Regions from separate parts of the Anas platyrhynchos genome. Here region 1 is linked to region 2. The links are chromatin contacts, called in public Hi-C maps. All regions are on one chromosome and are shown on one strand. Each heading gives the region's core, a stretch centred on a gene start, on an enhancer-like site or on the middle of the called end of the contact. The rest is flanking DNA. Distances are from core to core; before and after follow the strand shown. Region 1 has its middle 38 kb from the start of ZC3H12C. Region 2 has its middle 8.7 kb from the start of RDX.

Region 1 (7,259 bases), core at 3,528-6,027, 140 kb before region 2:
TCTTGAAAGGGTGTTGGTTACCCTTACACCTCAATTCAGACTTCAGTTGTGCTGGCCTTTGAACCTGTGAAGAAATGGAAAGGTTAAAGATTTTGCCTGAAAGGGGAAATAATTCTGGATTCCTTTTTGAGAAGACAGAAGTTTCCACAAAATCTGCCATTTCTACCTCTAAAGGTACCAAACATACCAAGGTGTTTGCTTTGCTTCTGTCCAACATAGTCCCTTTTGAACAAGTATATGGACATGCACCTTGCCCCTATATCAAGGTGTGTTACACGCATCCTGCTACCCACAGAAGCCATTTTAATCTGTCCCTTAATGGTTCAAAAGCCCTGGGAGCATCCCATGCCATCTCTGCACAGACTCTGCTTGCTCTGGCCCTGCCAAAGACTATCCTTCCTCTTTCATATGGTGTGCAAGCTTCTTTTTGTGGGGTAAAAAAAAACACCCTGCCAGGTACTTTGCTCTTTCTTGACCTCAAGGAATTCAGATCTTCTAGCCATGGTGGAGGTGGTGCCTGAGACCTCACAGCCCAAGAGAAGCCAACACAGATCTCACGGACCTGGTGGGGCATGCTCATGGGCAGCTCTTCCCTCTTCCTTCGTGTATCTGCTCCCAGCCCAGAAGGACACACAGCTAGAAAGAAATCAGAGCCTTTAGAAGATTTGCACCCCATGCAAGTTTATCTCTACAATGGTGGCTACAGGGGTCTCGACGTTGCTCTGTGAGCCTCAGCAGCACACAGGTAGAGACAGCCCCTGCCTATAGCAGTGTAGGTGTGACTGGATGAGACCAATTGTAGATGACAAAAATGAAATATGATTATCTCAATGCTGTACGAGCAGAATCAAAGCTATTTAGATACATATAAGGCAAGAGTTTGATAGGTGCGAGGTAGGATCCAGCACCCAATTCCTAACTGATGGCCATGTGCCTGATCCCACAGGTGCTCTAAAATGCTTCCCAGAGACAATTTGTTCAATCTCACAAAGTTTTCAGCACTGCTAAGAACCTACACCTGAGCTCCTGAGTCACAGCACAACCACAAGTCCATCCTTCCTTCTGGAGAAAGGCTCCTCCATGCTGAACCCGCACTCAGCTGAGCTCAGATCATTTGTATGCACACCCTCAGAGAGCCATTAAAAGGACGGTGAATAATACCAAAGCAAAAGTACATTTTTTGTTTGAGCTAACACTGACAAACACTTCTTTGCAGAATTTGCCAAGCTCTACACTATTGATTAAAAATAATTAAATGATAACATTCATTTCACATTTATTCTGTTAGGGTTGCTGGAGTGTTTCTAAGTAGGCAAACTTCTCTCTGATCATGTCATTTGGTTCTCACAGTGCTGCAGGCTGAACAAGGGTATAAATATGCAAAAGCTGCTCTATTTCACAGTTGCATGGATACTAAACAGACAGATAGATGAACAAAACTCCTTCTTAGAAAGAGAGTGACCTTGTCGATACAGACTGCACCCGTCTGGCTCAGTGCTACACCTGACTTGGTGAAAAAGATGAACATAATATTTAAACCCTATCCCATTTTTCATTTTTAAACCCTATCCCATTAGCCGCTTGGCACACTATTTTGGTTTTTGCAGCAGCACACACCCCATCCTGCTGGTTGATCCCCTCTGGAGCACACAAAGACACTCCCACCACTTGCTTTCAACCCCATACAGACAATTTGTGTGCCATGCCACCACCACATGAGTGGTCCCAGATCTGAAGGAGTGGCCTGGGACAAGCACCCTGTGGGAGCTGCGCCAGCAGAAGCCAGAAAGCACATGCTGCCCATGGGCAGATCAGCTCCAGGACTGTGGTGCTGCCTCTCCAGGAACCAGCAGGAGGTATCAATCAGGACAGGTCTCCAGCTCCATCTCAGCTCCAAGCACAACATCCACAGGCCAGGTTCCTTCCTTGCATTGCCCATCCTGCACATCTGACCAGGGAGGACTTAATGATGAATGCTGACGGAACTGTGAAGACCAAGAAAAGTAGTGAGCGTAAAGTGCCCAACTGCTTTGGGCAAAAAAGTCATTGACCTTTTTGTGTAGTTCTCAATTCCTCTGAAAAATGAAAGGCTTTGGCTTTGGGTTTTTATTGACTATTCTTCATTTCCACTCATTTGGTTTCTCTCCTTCCCTGCAGGCAAACATGTGCCGTCCTGGTTCCCAGCTTGCAGACCTGCTGCAGAGCACCCTCTGATGTCCTGCAGACTGGCAGAGCCCCAGGACCCCCAGCTGGGAGATGCTGTGCTTGGCCAGGCAGATGCTTCCCCCCTCAGAAGGAAAAGGAGCCCTGCACTGGGGAGCTAGCTTGGCTGAAACGTGCCAGCTACAACCAAATCACTCCAAGGCAGGTGATTAATTATGGCTCATTCCCCAAGGCAGGTAGTCATTATCATAATCCAGAGTCCCTGAGTTATAGCTGTCCCTTAATCACCTTTTATCTGGAAAATCTGGGGAACTTTTGTGCAATAAGCACTTTCTTTCAGTAACTATTGGTTTCAGTTTAAAGCAATGAATGCTCAAATCACTCGTATTGAGCTGTTTATGATCAGACAGAAAGACACAGGAGATGCTAGAGTAATAAATATTCAGCAGGTGACTGGAGAATAAGAAGAGCACAACTGCACAAAATTACTCTGCTTCGTGGTTATATGAAGGCACAGGGGAGCAAAAATCCTTTGCTTTATTCTGCTTCTAGGGGGATTTTTTTTTTTTTTAATTCAGTAAATTTGTTTCTTTTCAAGCTCTTGGTTCAGCAGTGCACCCTGCCCAGAGCTGGGGAACAGGCACTGGCTGCCCCCTCACAAAAATCTGAATCTCTGCCAAGTTCCTCCTATTGTTCCCTAAGCAATGATAATGCTCAAACCAATGAAGGGCAAATACGGTTTCTGTGAGCAGGGAGTGCCACTGCTGTGTGATGCTGAAGGCAGCTATATCTGGGTTAGGCAGAAAAAGCACAATGGTGCTTCTTTTTGATGTCTCTGTAAACCAAAGCACATGCATCTATTTCAAATCATGTGAAGTGGGGGGGAAGGACTGCTGCCATACCCTGCTGCAGGCACGGGGAGGACAGCAGCACTGGGCCAGGCATCCTGACCTTTGCAACATGCTTCAGCCACTGCACCCTCAAAAAAACATGTGAAATCCCAAGTGAGCCCCATCCAGGGGGACAAAGCAACCAGCAGGATCACATTTCCAGCAGGGAGGGGTGTCAGGCAATGTCACCCCACTTAATGCTCTCCAGTCTGACTGATTTCAAAAGTTAACTAAGCCTTTCCTCAGTGTGCTGCTTGTGCTAATAGATGGCACTATCTGACCTTGCAGCTTTTCTTACAAAATACAACTATTACTCACTGTAAGTATTCCTGGAACATGCACTTGCTGCCTTTCTTGCTGCCTGGAAATCTTTCGATCTTTGTCTTGCTTGTGTGGAATAGCACTGCTGCTACCAACTCTGCAGATCCGGGAAATACCCACCGTGTCCTTCTCCCTCAAATCTGAAAAGTCTCATTTCCACCCCCGTGGGCTCAGTTTTGTGATCAGCAAGCACATTTTTCTGCTTCCTAGATTATAGTTTCAACAATGCAGTCCCTGTGCAATGCCGGATACTGCAGCGTAGCCTTTCCTTTCTTTCCCAATGCTGCCAGAAAAAGTCCTGTAATTCCAAGGAAGAGATGACTGGTAATGTTTGCGATGTGCCAGTGCTGCTGACAGATGTGTCAGTACTTTAGACACGCAGCTGGTCAGCTTTATGAGATTCATGCCAGTAACACGATTCCCAAAAGACTACACATCACCAAAGGAGATTTTTTTTCTTTGTTTGTTTTAAAATACAGACATAGAGCAAAACTGTAGAAGCATATCAGATTCACACACTGATTTAGTCTGCAACAGCCCTCTGCTGGTCATGTAGTTCAATGTCCACTCAAAGCAGAGACAAGTTCACAGAATCACAGAATCACAGAATTTCTAGGTTGGAAGAGACCTCAAGATCATCGAGTCCAACCTCTGACCTAACACTAACAGTCCCCACTAAACCATATCCCTAAGCTCTACATCTAAACGTCTTTTAAAGACTTCCAGGGATGGTGCATGTAACATTAGGTGACTCAGGGCCTTCAGAGTTTGGTTTCCTTTTTATTATTTTTTTAAATTTTTTTTTCTCTTCCCCATCCTCATATTTTTTTTTTTTACTTTTTTTTTTTTTTTTTTTTTTTTTTTTCTGTGAATTACTGTTCTCTGTATTGTCCCATGACCCTAAAATTACTATTCCACTTCTCACTGAACACCTCAGCAGGATGCACTGCACGGGCCCATGGACTTCAGCTCTTTCTCTCCTTTCTGTCAGCATCATCTACAGTGGTACTGCCCAGCAATTTTGACTTCTCTTTCCCCTTCCTCTTCACCTTCCTTTTCCCCTTTCCCTTCCTCTTCCCCTTCCCCTCTGCTCTCCTCCTCCTCTCCTCCCCTGGGACTAGGGGAGCTACCGGAGCACAAAGGACTTGAATTTGGGCAGAGCAAAGAGTAGCACTAGAAAACTACAAGGACCAAAAATAAAAAATAAAAATAAAATAAAAGCATGACTGTGGAGAAGTGCAAATATTGTCCCATGCCATTTTGGACTCTGGATTAAAATCCCCGCCTCTCCCTGAGGCTGTGGGGCCGAGGCAGCCCAGCAGCAGGCTGCCGAGGGCCTCAGCTGGGCTCCAGGCCCCGCAGCCCCAGAGCCAGCTCGGGGGCTGCCAGCCATTCCCCCACAGCCCGCTAGAAGGAGCCGTCCTAAAAGCTGAGAAACCCTGCAGCTTTCCCTGCGAGAGGCTGCGGTGTCCCCAGCAAGGCGCTGGATTTCTGAGGAAAATTTTTTGAGGAGAATTTCTGGGTTTCCTCGCCCGGCCGGGCGCTGCCCCTCGCAGGGTGCCCCCGAGGGAGACACCCGGCCCCTGGCACCCTGTCCCACTGCCCCCTGAAGCCGTGAAATCAAGGGGCAGGTGGGGTTTGGGGCAGGAGAAGGGCCTGACCCCCTCCTCACAGCACCCCAGAGCCACAAGCGTGTGGGATGTTTCCCATTTGGCACCCAACGGGCATGCCAGGGTGCAGCATGTCCTCGCTGCGTTCAGCTCCGCAGAAAAGGACCTGGGCATCCTGGTGGACATCAAGATGGGCATGTGCCACCCATGTGCCCTTGTTGCAAAGAGAACCGATGGTATCCTGGGCTGCATTAAGCAAAGTGTTGCCAGCAGGTCAAGGGAGGTGATCCTTCCCCTCTAGGCAGCACTGGTGGGGCCACACCTGGAATGCTGGGTCTGGTTCTGGGCTCCCCAATACCAGAGGGACCTGGGCACACTGGAGAGAGCCCAGCACAGGGCCACCAGGATGATGAAGGCACTGGAGCATCTCTGCTGTGAGCAGAGGCTGGGAGAGCTGGGGCTGCTCAGCCTGGAGAAGAGGAGGCTCAGGGGGATCTCATCCGTGTCCCTAAATCCCTGAAGGCAGGGTGCCCAGAGGCCGGAGCCAGGCTCTGCTCAGTGGTGCCCAGTGCCAGGACAAGAGGCCATGGGCACAGCCGGGCACCCAGGAGGCTCCCTCTGAGCACCAGGCAGCACTGCTGTGCTGGGCGGGTGACGGAGCCCTGGCACAGGCTGCCCAGAGAGGCTGTGGGGTCTCCTCCTTGGGGATCCCCAAAAGCCGCCTGGGCAGCCTGTGGTTCTATGAAATAAAAGCCCTCTGCTCCCTTCTCCCTGGAGCCCAGCTGTTCAGGGGCTGTGTTTCCCATGGTATATCGTGTTTCCTCCTCAGCAGCAAGCAGCCGTGCCACCACCACGCAGCATCCCAGGGGATGTGTCGTCCTGGGGAAGGTGTCACTTAGCCAGAGACCACTGTCTGAAAAAGCAAACGTAAGGACTAGACACCAAAATTGCAGTTCCTGTGAGGCACAACACGCCTCAGGCAGCATTTTGGAACAAAAATATTCAGAGCAGGGAGGGAGGGATGCAATAAATGAAAAATCCCCCAAATAAATGGTTTTCCAGTTGTGTTTCCAGACCCTCAGAAGAAGCACTGTCATCACTGCCAGCGAAATCTCCCAGAGCAGGAATTAAGGGCCTTGCACACAGCAGCATTTCCTTGGAAATTACTCATCAGGTTATTTCTTTTTGCTCATGTTTGGCAAACTGGGAAAATATGTTCCATTCACACAAAGCTTAATCACATTGCATTAAATTTATATGGTTCCATGTGGTAATCACAGAAGTACTGCTGTGTGGCCCGTACCATGACACCAGTCCCACTTACCCTGCTGCCCAAAACTCTCAGACTGTCATTTGTTTGCTTGTTTTTGTTTTTGTTTTTGTTTTTTAGTTTGTTTGTTTGTTTGTTTGTGTGTTTGTTTTTTAACATGCCACAAGAACACAGCCACGGAAACACAGTGACAATTAGTCTGAAAATTATGTTTTCTCTCCATATCAGACCTTTACATTAGCTTCTAGAGAAAATCTTTTTTTGGCAGTTCTGGTCCATATTATACTATCACCCTCTTTCTAAGGAGAAGTTGGCATAGCTGTTGTCCGCACAAGGCATGGTCACGCAGCTAGCATGGTCTCCAAAATGGGTGTTGACCAAGTTGTGTTCCCTGACTTCAGCAATGTGTTTCTTTGGCTTTTCCCACTCCTTTCGCACTTGGAGGAAGAACTCTTTCTGCTCAGCCAAGGAGATACCGCTTCACTTACTGTGAAGTGAAAATAGGTCTTACACACCCCGTGTGGTGCTAGAGCTAGTGATCTCAGAGACCACCTTGTCTTTATCCCCTGAAACAGCTTTTCAAGAAAACCATTTGGCAAATTGGGCCATACGTAGGGGTAGCCTGGTGGTGACCAGCATCACATTATTGCAAATGAAGCATTCACCCAAAGCCATTCACCCAGTGCTGCAGACAGGTCTGAGTGGAAGAACAGGCTCAAGGCTTTGTCTAAAACCAAAGCTTTCTCTAATTTAATGGAGTTCAGTTAACAAACCAAATTAATTAAACTAGTGCAAATCCCCAAGTGGTCCATCTTAATCTTCTGTGCCTTAAAGCTTGTTTACAGACAGTTTTATGCTGCATTGACCATTTTTGTATAGCTTCTTTATATCAGTGTAGCTTATCTGCAGAGAGACCTCATTATATCACACCAGGGGTTGCGCTGATTTAGCTGGAGTGATTTCCAAACAGAGCGAATGAGAACAACGCAAGCATTGTGCATGTGA
Region 2 (6,960 bases), core at 4,112-6,611:
AACAGATGGCAATTTTTGCTGACGTTATTTTCATCTAAATTGTACGTAGCCCTTAATCATGAACTTCCGCTGGGAAAAAAAAAAAAAAAGCAATGGCAAAAAAAAAAAAAAAAAATCCACACCATGAATTTGATGTAAAGTAGCCAGCAAATACAATTCCTTCTTTATTTTACCACTCTGCCTCCCTTGAAATCAGTGGCTTATTTCAGAGTTAATCTGCTTGTACAGAGTAGCAAGCCAGCAGACTTCTGGGCTTCTGAAGGAATTTAAGAACAAAAAGGCTGAGCTAATACTAACAAAAGCATGAGTCATTAAAGCCAGCTACCACTCTATTGCTGAAGTGCATGTCCCTGCAGATTACTCCTTTTTTCACCTCCCTAGCACAGCAAGTGAGGCGTGTATCAAGGTTCTTCGTTTGCAGAAGCCAGATTAATCTCAGGGCTCTCTCATTAGCACACCTACAAAGATGCAATTTGGAGTCTGTAAGGTGATTTGGCCTTAAGAGGGCATGTGCTCTTGCAGCAGGTATCATGTTCCAATTTAATGTTATCAGAAGAAATCATCCTCGACTAAAGTTCAGCAAAGAGAACCATAAGGAAGGAAAGAGAAAGCTTCTCATACCTTTAAAAGCTGTTTCATTTTGCCATGTGTGAAGAAGGGCTGAAAAACTTAGCTGTATTTACTTGCTTTTAGGAGAAATACCAAAAGATACAGGCTATGGCTATCGTTAAGGAATGCTGGTAGTTGAAGAGCCAGGTGAGTTAGGATGTTACAAGGGTACCAAAGCAATGAAAGAGGATAAAATTGAAATGAGAAATGCATTTTAGACTCCTTTAATGTCTTCCTATTATAGGTCATTCATGAAGTTTAGAGGTGAAGAGAGAATGAAAGGGTGGAACATAAGGACAGATTTGGGACTTCAGATGCTGCTGAAATTAAAATTATAAAAACAAGTAAGTTGCTCCATGATCTTCCTAAACAAAGCATGCTTCTGCTTGCTCCCACTTAAACACCCAAGAGGAGGGTTACGCTGGTTGCCCTGCTGATGGCTCATCATCGGAATTTCTTCTACGTGGAGCCAGTCAAAAAAAAAAGTCAAAAAAATGCTGAAACTTTGCATGAAGGTGGAGGTTTGCTAAATTGAACGTCTGCCCCTTCTCACTTCTTTACATCATTTCCTATCACATAAGTAAAGTTGAGCATTTTTTTCCTCATTGCTGCAGCTGGGCCCTGCAGACCTTGTTTCTGTGGTCAGTCTATGACAGACAGGAGGAAGTCCATCTATGCTGAGGTACAGGGAGCACAATGGCAAATGAAGTTTACACAAGGTAGAGATGGTAAAAATGACTTAATCTTGCATGTTATGTGGTAACAATTTTGTTTCCAGAAAAAAGGCTCTAGGTCATCCTGCTTGAGCAGGGCACAGTAGAAGATGACCTCCAGAGATCCCTTCCAACCTCAATCATTCCGTGATTCTGCAAAAAAAAAAACCACAGCTATCAATTTAAGCAGTACAATATGTGCCTATAATCAACAAAATGTTCAACTGATAGATGTACGAATATCCAACCTGAGATGAAATATTGCATGCAGATCTGATCAGTGGTGGTGGCTTAACCTAGGCGAGCTGCCCCCACTCCTCCTCCTTGACAGAACAGGAGCCTAAAAGACTACAGAATTAAGAAGACATTTGGAGATGGTGAAAGGTCATGAAAAAAAAAAAAAAAAAAAGGCAAAAAGGCATCTGATTGAATTAGAACTTTTTGCCTAAGAAATGTAATAAATGAGATTCAAACATGTAAGCCTGAGGCTTAGGAGGGAAAACAAACAAACAAACAAACAAAAAATAGCACTGTATAGTAGTGGAAAGCCAAGAGGGGTTGAGTGCTCTGCTGTCATCTTTTGCATAGAAAAGGAGCTGAACAGCAATGGGCAGGCTTGAAACCTTCTATTTGTAGTTTGTGCTTTGTTCTATTCCTGTCAAGTCAGCCACCAAGAAAAAAATGTTATAAAGTTGAAAAAGTGATGTAATTGCAGTAACATGTGAAAAGCCTGGGCAAACTCATTAGGCATAAATGTGCTCAGGGTTAGCAGTCACCCTGTTCTAAAACCACACTTTCAGCCTGTGGATGCAGAAAGTCCTCAAAAAGGAACAGAAAGCTCTGAGAAAAAATCTTCCTTGGGCAACAAAGATTGTTTGTCTTCATACATGATCTCCTGTGGAAAAGCACACGATCACTGATGAGTGACTAACAAAAAGGAATAGCTGGTAGGATGAAAGGGCAGCAGGTGACGGGGAGCAACTAACTGAAATGGCACGGTGACATTTCGACATACAGCAGCCTAAACTGAGGTAGGTGGTAAATCCACAGGACTTGACACAAAGTACCAGCAAATAAAGTATTACCTAAGGGGGTAAATAGCTGCCACCTGCCCTAAGAAACCAGAGCACATCTCTAAATTACTACTGTGCTTTAGGAAAGAGTAGTTGCTGTCCCATTTCTCTTCCTTTACTTCCCTCGTTTCAAAGCTCTGTCATGTTAAGCCATTGGATTCGCTAATATAAATGGTATTGCTTCGGTCCCTTTTTAGTAAATAATCCCTAGAAATTCTGGATCAAGATCTAGTGAAATGCTGGCAAACATAAAAATAGAATAGAGAACATGTTCATGAGCTTTCATATCCTTAGTCTTGTAATACAAGAGGAGGCAGATCATGAAGTTGAAAAGTAGTGTATTTGAAACCAAGTGTTATCTTTTCATCAGAGAACAAAATGGACTGAAAATCACTGCTCCAGGATGTTACTGAAGTGAAAACACACAGCAAGCATCTAAGAGGGAGTGCAATACTTTCTTGTCCTGAATTATTGCATTTCTGGATATTTTTGTTATTTATATGCGGTATTGAAAGAGAAAGCCAGCTTGAACCACAAGTTAGTAATTAAGTTCAATTCTCCATCACCACACTTCTGATGACAATATTTTTGGGTTTGTTTTATTTTTGTATCTTCTCAGCAGCACTGGGAAACAACAACGGTTAGATGTACACAATCGGGCTAAATTAACATAATGCAGTATGGCACGTTATATGCTCCAATGAGCTCAACATTGTCTGAGAAATAAAACTAGGTTTAGCCCACAGAGAGAGCATGTCAGTGATCAAACTCTACATGCCTTGAGGAAAAACGGGGAAGAATCTCTAAGGTTTAATTCTATAAAGCAAGGTTGCAAAGCGACTACTGAAGTGCACATAATTGCTCCAAACTCTCTCTTTCTGAAAGGTCAGTTCTTAGTTCCCTTTAGGAGAACGTAAGAAATACAAGTTACACAACTGTTCAGAAAATCCTTAATTTGGGTAGAAAGTTCTTCTACACAATTCGGGCTTTGGGAAAATTCATTTAGGCAGAAACTCATTTCAGGTGTTACTGTACAACAGTTAGGGCTCAGAAAACCTTGTTCCCAAATGCAACAGACCATGAAAATGTTGAGTTAGATTCCTATTTGCAGCTCTGCTTACCAATTAAAATTTGTATGTTAAAATGCAATCGCCAACTGTTAAGATCCTCGAAAGTACTACCATTCTTCATGGAAGGCTCTGCCACAGTACCATCCAAGATTATTAAAACTTCTCTGTATTTACAAAGGCTGTTTTTAATATTCATTCTCTCACGTACACCAAATTATGATGGCAGTAAGTTCCGCTATACAGCTCTCTGTGGAAGAACAGAATCCAGCTTTTAAGGTAACTTGCTCATTTTTCAATAGTAGCCTAGTCACACTCCTCCTGCTAATGGTAGCAGAGCAGAACATAACATTTCTACTTAAGTGTCTTTTTCATTAGTAATTTTATGGTCACGCTGAAACACCACATCCTGCAAGACGTAGTACTCACACTGTAAAACTCAGCAACAGAGGCTGTTAAGGTGATTTTACAAGGAAAATGAAGATATGCCCAAAGCCTGCAGAGAGGCTTTTAATCCAGACATTGCAAGTAAAGCCAGCAGTCATACTGTCACTGAGATGGAGGTGAGTTCTGTGTTCAATTTTCACCGTGCCACATGGGCATAACCTAACTCTTCTCGCCTTTTCTATTTGGAGTGGCTTCGAAATGGTAGAACAGCTCTGCTGTTGTCTCTGCTTGAGCTCGTGCCACTGCTGCTAGTGCAGTTGCATAGCTGAGAACCGCTCCTGGAATTTTTCATCAAGACACGACCCTTCAGAATAATTCTATATAAAGGGTTCAGACCTTCTTCTAGGTGTTAGTATAACCAGATATCATTTGCTTCTCACAACATTTTCACCCCCCCCCCCCCCCCCCCCCCCCCCCCCCGGAAGGGACTTTTAATTGCCAACAGTTTTCCTTATCCGTTGAAGGTATCCAAACTGCTAAATTGTACATAAATATAATCAGCAATCGGTCTCAAAAATATTTGTGTAGTACCTGAAGTAATCCCTTACTCAAAGGTTCACTACTTTCTCCTGCAGTAAGTTAAAATGACAGCAAAGCTAGTCTCACAAGACCTACGAGCCTCACTAGCAGTCCTGATGTTTTTGAAGGACTGTTCATACGCGTTTTGGTTTGCAGAAAAACCCACCTAGATTTTTCCATATTCAGTGAAATCTAAACCACTGGACTTGTATTCTTCCCATATGGTGTGCAAAGCCACTGACAGATCTGTAGGACAAGAAAGATAAATAAATCATCAAATTAAGCAAGATAGATTACAACATATCATTTGCCCTAAACTAAGCTGGCACTATTATGCTTCTTTACACAAGATGGAAGAGCTCTAGCAAAAAGTGCAGAACATAGGATTTCTTCCAGAATATTTTCTTGCAAAGCAGAAGATGCACCGGAGGCAGAGATGAGGATGTGGGGAGTTGTGGGTTCGTGTGGGCTGAGTGAGTGTACCTCAGCTGCTTCCTGGCGGCTGCTCGGCACGCTTCCTCTGGAACAGATTCACTCTGTCAGGCGTAAACCCGGTGGAGCACGGGGATCCGAGAGGAAGCAAACACACCCCCGGGGTTAGCTCACAGCAGGCACGGCTCAGTCATGGGTACCAGGCTGCATCGGCGTGGGACAGGCTGCCGTGGGCTGCCTGCGAGCCTTTCTGCAGCTGGCACACGAGAGATGGGCCACAGGTCGAGCCCTGGTGTATAGGGGGTGCTCTCCTACCTGCTGACTTCTCTGTACTTATACTAAAATATAACACACCCAAATAAAAGCACGGAATTCTGCATCATTGTCTTTGAACCCGAGTATTTTTCCATCAGTAAAATTGGAGTGTTTTGCAATAACACATGTAAAAACTGCATTTTTGCTTCAGCTGTCTGATAACATTGTGGTTTTCTATGCAGTGGGATTAATCTTTCAAACAAAACTGTTGATATGTTTGCAGTGCTGGAGATTTCAGCCTTTCATACACACCCTTTAACCCATTAACCCAGCATCGATAGATATAAAAGGGAACAAATGCAGCCTAGTTCGTTGGCTGTCCCAGCTAACAAATGGCAGGTTCTACGGGCAGGCTGGCCTGCGATGACTGCAACAGTGCTGGCTCAGGAAATATCTCCCCTCTGCTACACAGCTAGCAATTGCTAGAAAAGCATTTGCTTCTCCATTATAGAGCTGAACAGTTCAAGCTTCTTCCATCTCAGGAAGCCACCAGCCCACACATAAAAGCTATCGAGTGCAGCAAACACCTGGGCTGAAATCTCAGCTGCCGGCCAGTCGGTGAGAGCAGGACGGTACAACACAATTTTAAAAGACATTTGATTTTTAAGGGATTACTAAAAGCATCATGCTTAATCACATAGGGTATAAACCCTGGAGCTAGATGATCCTTTACTCGTCTTTGCACAAGGTTTCTGCATCGTGGTGGTGAGCCTGGCTTTGCGTGGTGTACTGCAGCAAGGACTCCACCAGCTCCGCAGCTACGCCCGTTTAAAACAAAGAATTTGGCCTATTTAAAAACCCAAGTGCTGCCCGATTCCATTACCCGTGCTCATATACAGAAAACAGAAGCGTGTTAAAAAGTAATAGGGCAGAGCGCTACCTCAGCAGTTGGGTACTGCCACGGGTTACTAACTCCAACGCTGTGCCAGCACTTTGGCCGAAGGCCCTAAAAGCAGCGCAGGAGAAACCTCCTATGCAATATATATGCCCCAGCCTTGAAACAAGAGCTGCCTGGCAGAGGCAGTGCAGTACATTGGAAGCATTGTTTTATTGCTGCCTCGCTGCTGGGATCGCTGAGCGCTCCCAAAAACCACCTGGCGCTGCTGCTGTTCTGCTCCAGCGGGACACGGGATGCTGCGGGGGGTGGCCGCATGCTGCCTCTGCTCACTGCGGAGCAGCAGCTCGAGCAAATGCTAAAGGACTGGAAATAGCAGTTAATAAAGGAATGGAAATATCAGGTGAGTTCCCTCAAAGCAACCGAGTCTGCAGCGGTCGGGTTGCTGCCAGCTAAGCTAGCGCAATTTAAAGTAAAGGCAAATTTCTGCACCGGCGAGCGTGTCGGATGCACCAAACCCATGCAGGAGCAGCCCCCCACAGCCCCAGCTGGGCTTTGGGGCGCTTTGTTCATTTCCTGTGCTGAAGGGTTCCTGATTGCACACAGCAATCTTGGATTACAAAGGAGCACAGGCTCCATCTCAGCTTGTTTTAAGTGCTGCCAAGAAAAAAAGGGGACTTGGGTAAAGCCCAAGCTAGCCAAGCGCAGAATTGCCAAACCGAGGCTTTCAATAAATCAGCTCTCAGAAAGTCATGAGACTGGCATTAAAAAAGAAACAAACACACTCATGAGCCTTTAATAATAGTTTGGGGCTCTCTTTATTTCTTTTCTGTGTTCTTATATTCAGGTTTCTCTTCCAACCTAGGAAAAGATCAGATTTTAGATTTTACATTCTCAGCTGCTGATCACCTGATTTTGAAATGATGAAAAGAAGGCTTTGGTTAAAATAA

The links. Hi-C and Micro-C count contacts between places; a contact is called where the count stands out from the background.
Region 1: a contact with region 2 is called in a Hi-C map of F1 follicle, with 4 times the contacts expected there. The contact joins two enhancer-like sites. A contact is called at or near these places in 4 of 8 Hi-C or Micro-C datasets (F1 follicle, liver, skeletal muscle and 1 more).

Annotation. Positions count from the first base shown.
Region 1 is chr1:189,516,004-189,523,262 of IASCAAS_PekinDuck_T2T, reverse strand. No RefSeq gene overlaps it. Among named protein-coding and RNA genes, the nearest start is that of ZC3H12C, 38 kb to the right of the region's middle. Within about 2 kb of position 4,777, at least 1 of the 8 cell types and tissues checked has an H3K27ac peak or open chromatin away from gene starts, as enhancers often do. A contact at or near this core is called in F1 follicle, where this site is marked.
Region 2 is chr1:189,372,967-189,379,926 of IASCAAS_PekinDuck_T2T, reverse strand. No RefSeq gene overlaps it. Among named protein-coding and RNA genes, the nearest start is that of RDX, 8.7 kb to the left of the region's middle. Within about 2 kb of position 5,361, at least 3 of the 8 cell types and tissues checked have an H3K27ac peak or open chromatin away from gene starts, as enhancers often do. A contact at or near this core is called in F1 follicle, where this site is marked.